Regions from separate parts of the Danio rerio genome. Here region 1 is linked to region 2. The links are chromatin contacts, called in public HiChIP or PLAC-seq maps. All regions are on one chromosome and are shown on one strand. Each heading gives the region's core, a stretch centred on a gene start, on an enhancer-like site or on the middle of the called end of the contact. The rest is flanking DNA. Distances are from core to core; before and after follow the strand shown. Region 1 holds the start of smad3a (SMAD family member 3a). Region 2 holds the start of skor1a (SKI family transcriptional corepressor 1a).

Region 1 (3,405 bases), core at 618-3,117, 200 kb after region 2:
TGGAGTCACACGCGCGAGTTAAGGCTGATGTAAACCTGTGCATCCAACTCACACGCAGCATTGCGCGATAGCATACCCCACACCTGTGCAGTGTGTGTTTTAGTTTCAGTTGTTCAACGTTGATGTTCAATAAATAATCATAGACAGTAGATCATGTGTGTTTCCTTCAGTTATTTTAAAATTAAGTAATGCACCCTTCATTACAGCCTTCATTCACCCTTTATTACAGGTAAGAAATCTCTTACCTGTAATATGTGAGCATATTTACTGTACAAAACCCGTCAGTGAACTATGAGGGCAAAAATAAATAAATTAATAAATTAATTAATTAATAATCGTTCATTAATTGTAATCGAGTTGAAATGATAAATTAACCGAGATTTTGATTTTAGGCCAAATCACAGCCCTACTTTCAGGAGATTTGGCACCAAACAAAAGATGAGGAACAACATAGTTGTATCATTAAAGTTAACAAATAATCCCCTAAGATCTGTTGGTTTAATTGGCTATATATTAATTTGTGATGAAATCCAAGTGAACTTCTAGCTGATTATCTACTGAATCTGTGTATATATATATATATATATATATATATATATATATATATATATATATATATATATATATATATATATTTTTTTTTTTTTTTTTTTTTTTTTCAGAATGCATATGAAAAACCAAATGAACTTCTATAATAACTGGCTATGTGTAATATATACAACTCAAACAAGTAAACCAATGTTTTTCTATATTGGCTGAAGCTTGAAATGCCTCTTGAAACTAAAGGTCTGCTGAGTGTAAAGGCTTGTGGGCAACCCTCGAGTGGACCATACGGGCAAGACCTGTGGGCAGTTGGCCAGCATCGCACTGTGACATAACAGGATTAACCAGCCATTGCAAAACTCAGAGGGATAATAATAACAACAATACAATTCATACAACAACCCCGTCCACATGTACACTCTAATGAAGAAAAATAATAAGTACCAAATGTCTTATATATGCACCAACCAACCAAAATATAACTTAAAACACAAACATCGCAACACATCGTTTAGCCCAGATACAGCAGCTACAGCGCTCCTCAGATTAAGGTCGGGCTGTTATATAACCTCATCAGACAGTAAATGACAACCTCAGGCAAGGCAAATGTGTGTTTGTGAAAGCACATGAGAGAATAAAGTTGAAATAAATCAACTGGAGTGTCGGAATTTGATCAGAGAGCGAGATACGAGCTGCAGCACATAACGTTACAGTAATGAGACGCGGTTTATGAATTAACGTGATATGAGAAACACAAGAGTTGATTTCACAATAAAAGAGCCTCTGCTGGGCTTTTTCTTCAACTTCGCCGTGCTGGTGTTTAGCTTCAGTTTGAGACTGTCCGGACGGGTTCTGCTAAAATCAATCGTCACAACCCGATGCTTCTCTAAGTAAAGTCGAGGATGTTTTTAATGGCACTCACCGCGGTATTGTGATGCACTTGGTGTTGACATCCTGAGTTGTGATGGCTTTCTCTAGCTCGTCCAGCTGTCCCGTCTTCTTCAGCTTCTTCACTAGACTCTTAACGGCCTTTTCGCACCATTTCTCCTCCTGTCCGTTCTGCTCTCCCTTCTTCCAGCCCAGCAACCTCTTGACGATCGGCGGAGTGAAAGGTAAAATTGACATGTTGAATTCAGTTCAGCGTTCCTCTATTGCGCAGTCTCTCACGCAACTCGGAGGGAAATTAGGGATACTTTTTATCTTCAGCGTAATCCGAAGGTTTTGTGTCAAAGTAAACTGATTAGAGCATGGGAATAATATGAAGAAAAGTGAGAGGGACTTGAGACGTGACTGAGACACGGTCTCAAGTTCAGCGCTCAGCACAGCTCTCTCTGTCTGTCTGTCCCTTGAGATCGTCAGGCATAGCTCGCGCCACACACCGCTGCCAGGCCGTTCAGATCACTCCGCGTAAAAAATAGTTCCTCTGCATCCGGTCAGCACAACACTTTCTGCTGGTAATTAAAACAGATTCATTTAATTTAAAAAATATAATACCTCATCTGTGACTAATATGCAGTCAGTTCCTGAGCATTAATATTTTAGAAAGTGAGGTTTACTTAAATCTAAAGTCTTCCGCTGTTCTGCGTGCTGCGGCTCTCTGACGTAACGTTACTGAAGCTGACTGCACTCAGTGCTCTGATCATTTAAAAGTTTCAGTTTCAAAGTGCTTTAGAAATATGTGCAGAATATGTTTAGCAAATGTGTACAGCCACACCAAATGACGACTTTATATACTGATATCTTGATAAAGCATATTTTATGGTGGCCCCTTCATGAGGGTAGCATTTGACATCAACAAAATAGTTCTGTACATACACAATAAGATGAACAATATGCTATAGATTTAGGAACCATGTCATCTATTTAAGACAGGATTGAGTTGAACCTTCTGAAGTTTTATTGTCCCCTTCCTCCTGTGCTATTGTAAACACTCATAAAACCCGCCCAATAACCACAGTGACACACAGGAAACGGGTTATACAAAACCTTGCTTATCATTTACAGACTCAGTAAAAGTAATTACACTTTAATTCTCAAAAGAGTAAAGATGTTCACTTTTCTTCCTTCTACCTTTTCCACCCCCACTTTTTCTTTCAGCATAGCACTGTCTGTGTGAGAAGGGGATCCCACCAAACGCAGCATACAGTGTTTAATTAATCTGATACTGGGCATGGCCTGCTTTTTTTAGTGAGGGAGTGGGGATGAAAGATACAACGCTGAGTATGCAGCAGCCTTGCCTGTGCATGACAACAACAATTAATCATGTACGTCCCTAATGTTGTAGTAAATGCTCAAAATCCCAAAATGCAAGTCTCAAAAAACAACACTTTTTGAGGATGGGTAGATTGTATTTAGCTAATACATATGAGGTGGATTACATTATACTAAGTTTACTCTTTTACTTTTAAATTTTTAGTTATTCTAATGTGATGGCTTTGTTTCCCCCCTTTAATTGTTTATCTTGAATGTTTGTGTTTGACTTATATTGTGATCACAGACTGCTATCTTTAACACACACACACACACATACACACACAAACGCACACATGGACATATGCCGAAGGGAGTTTGGGTCAGAAATGTCAAGAGAAGTGTGTGCAGCCAAGGGCCAGCTGTTACATTCAAAATGCAAACACAAGCGCCTGCACTAGTCTGATTTGATTTATGCTTATCAGATTGAGCCCAGCATTTTCGTCCCTCTACACAAGACATATTTGGCAAGCAGGAAGCAATAAATAAAACAATGTGCAGTTTTGTGTTATTTTCTGAATTTTCTCATTTATAATAATATAAAGGCAAAAATAAAATTTAACATTGTAGGTCATTTGACCTTGGCCACACACGTTCACTCAGATTGGTGTA
Region 2 (3,405 bases), core at 44-2,543:
AATTATTGATGTGATTTGTACAAGCGTTCTCCCAGCATAAATATATTCTTTACAGTATTATTATTTATAGGAATAAATAGCAATAATAACTTTATTTATACGAATAATAATATTTAATAACTATTATTATTGCTAAAACTGGTTTGATTATTACATATTGGCGCACATTATCTAAAAAAATTAACGAAACAAGAAATCGGTATATGATAATTGCAGTAATTTCAATAGTCTATAATTCGTCTACGTAATCAAGTTTATTCGTTTGTTTTAACCCTTAGTCAAATTAAAAACAGGCTACAATCTTTTTACCACTGTATTACACAATATAGATAACATTTAACGTTTTAATTAACACGTTAAAGCCAACTAATTAACACTGAGGCCTACAATTAATATTTCATTTTTAGGTTAAATATTTTGACGACTTTCCTTAAAAGCTCGCACTCTTTGACCCGAGAGCCTGCATCATTGCTTAATGTCTTCAAATCGGCTCAGAAGCCGGAGCGATTACTTAAAGGCCTCTTACGGCGCTAATACGCAAAGGGGCAGAAGGGAAGAATCTTTTAGCTACTCCAATGAGCTTATCAACAAGGAAAAGAAGCAGTAAGCCGCTTTCTGTGTAATTACACAGCCTGTGTTGTTCGACTTTGATCTGTTAATAAAACTCTGATCATTTATAATTAAAACATTGCGCAGGAAGCCTTTATAATTTAGTACAAAGCATATTTTCGTTTCCCAGACGTCTCCGTATTGTTTACATTAAACCATATGCATATAGGCTATTAATTATTTTGCCAAATTATATCACCTGATTTAAATGCTATAAAATCCCTTTCGTAATCAAGGATAAAGCATATTTTAAATATTACAGTCCACTGTTTCATAAACATTGGATTGAGAAATGGATATTAAAAATAAGTTAGACATTTATGATTTATTTATCATTTATTAAAAAAAAATTACACCATGGTTATTATATAGACCTATCAAACAAATTTTAAATATAAAAAGAAACGTACCTTTTTCAATCAAGAAACGTCAGAAGAGCTTGTGTATCGCCTCAAATGAACAGGCCTAAATCAAGAGGGACAAATCGTTCGTGTGAAGTGCGGGATGAAAACTGCGAGTCTGTGTAGTCTTCCCTTTCAAAACAGCTTTAGAGTTTCCATCCCTCTCAGCTCTCGTGCGTGGTGACGGGAGCGCGAGCCGAGTGACCACATGGCAGTCCCGGAGCTCGTGTCTCTTCTTAATAGGTTGTGCGCGATCTACTTCAAGAGAGGGGACGCCAAAAAGAATAAGAAGGCACACCCACTGAGATCAAATCCGATTCTGGTATTAACCGTTTGCTTCCACTAGCCTACTTCAAAACAAATAGTACTGCCAGTTTAGAATTCAACTGAGCTGCTTATACAGACAGGCAGATAGATAGATAGATAGATAGATAGATAGATAGATAGATAGATAGATAGATAGATAGATAGATAGATAGATAGATAGATAGATAGATAGATAGATAGATAGATAGATAGATAGATAGATAGATAGATAGATAGATAGATAGATAGATAGATAGATAGATGATTTTTGCTGCCTTTGTTGATATCTAAGTTCAATTTAAGCGGTTTTGCGCATAGACGATTGCGCATGGAAACAGGGAGGATGTACAATGAACAACCAATAATTATGATGCTTTGTTTGTTACTCTTCATGATATCATATACACATGTCTTTTTTCTCAGAGATGAACAAGTTTTGCATTAATTTTTAACTGTTCTGTTTTGAGTGACACTCGATAAACAAACTATCATTACGAATTAGCATGAAATATTTCCTTGTGTTGGGCATGCATGTCCGCGGGGCACGCACTGTCTAAACTGCTATTAGAAGTTCGTGGTCATTGCATTTTACGTCACATGTCTCCCAGTGAATGATGCACATTTGTTAAACACACCAGCCAGTGAGAGCGGCTAGTGTGTACAAACAGTGATATATCAGAGCAATGGACTGAGGTAAGTGGTGCAACCTTATATGGCCGTATTAACTATTTAAAACCTGATCAATGCCCTTCAGTTAACCCCACTAAGTCTTGACGTAAAGATATCAATATCGAACCGGGCAAAGTTGTGCTGTCCACTTTGAAATACGACAGTGGAAAATTGTCATTCCCTCAGAAATGTTTTGGCAATTTGTCCAGCTTTCATTGTTCACGCGTTTCAGTCTCTCCCTTTCTCTCTCAGAGGGTTTGCACAGTACAAAGTGTGGTCAAAACAACTGATAGCCAATGTTTTTTTTTAACCTAATAATGTGTCAAATATTTCCCACCTCCTTTAATTATTCCAGCCCTCGTCCATTTTACTTTGCTGTCATTCGTTAAGGTGTCAAAACAGACGTTTAATTAAACGGTAATTAATTATATAAATGTTAACAATTACCTGAATCAATTAGTTCATAATGTCCAAAAATGCCTTAGAGGGATGTTTCTTCTTAGCAAAGTCATTACCATTAAAACGCTTCGAGCTAAAGTGTATTTTACATTAACTGAACGTGTATCCTGAAACAAGTACAGCCGGCTGCGTTTGTATTAAAATATTTTTCCAAAATAGTTGAGGATAAAATACAGCTTATATGACGACAGAGATGAAAACAAATGGGAAAGTTTAAAAATCCGTCAAGCGATGCTCATGTGTCCTGTGACCAAGGGGCCACCGGCTTAACCTAATTCAATATTAATAGGAAGGGAAACTTTAACCAGATCTGCCTGGCCGTGTCTCCTTTCACAACCAAGAAGCTCCGTTCTGGCCCAACAATAATTACAATTTTATTCTGTAATTATTCCTTTCTTGTTAATTATTTAGAGGTCAGACTCAATGCAGCATTGTTAGCATTTATGGCGGAGAGACAGGGGCTCACATGTCCTACAAGACTGGATCCTCCTGGTATACAGATACACAACACCCGTTTTTAAACAAGCTATCCTGTCATCATTTAGACAGACCTGTGAGAAAAAAAAGTGTAATCATGTAAAAAAAAACATGTAAAATAAATAAACAATTCACAAGTTCATTTAAATCCTCACGACACTGAGTTATCTACAGTAATAACGCATTTATGGGCTATTGTTGTTTGCATATAGTTATCACTATTAATTTTAGCACAGTCAGGTTTCTTGATGGACTTAGTAACCTCTCTTACATGCTATTAAATAATCGATGATTGTTTTTACATAACGGTTGAATCAATACGATAAATATTGTGTTTCAAGACGACATATGCCATTATTGGCTCATTAATATACATGCTATTATATTACACGAGCATGAGTAAACTAATTAAAGAAACTTTATATAGGCCAGTTGCTAAGTATGAACTGCATGGAGAAAAACCTCTTCATTAGGCTGTAGCGCT

The links. HiChIP or PLAC-seq counts read pairs in DNA pulled down with a chosen protein or histone mark.
Region 1: an H3K4me3 HiChIP or PLAC-seq map of embryo shows a contact between it and region 2, with 2.6 times the contacts expected there. The contact joins the promoter of smad3a here to the promoter of skor1a in region 2. A contact is called at or near these places in 2 of 18 Hi-C or Micro-C datasets (both in embryo) and 2 of 4 datasets of contacts at active chromatin or transcription factors (caudal fin and embryo).

Annotation. Positions count from the first base shown.
Region 1 is chr7:34,225,226-34,228,630 of GRCz12tu, forward strand. smad3a (SMAD family member 3a) reads right to left here and starts at 1,868. Exons shown (of 9, transcript NM_131571.2): 1 at 1,466-1,868. The coding sequence starts at 1,668.
Region 2 is chr7:34,024,139-34,027,543 of GRCz12tu, forward strand. It overlaps skor1a (SKI family transcriptional corepressor 1a), which reads right to left and starts at 1,294. Exons shown (of 9, transcript NM_001130652.1): 1 at 1,020-1,294.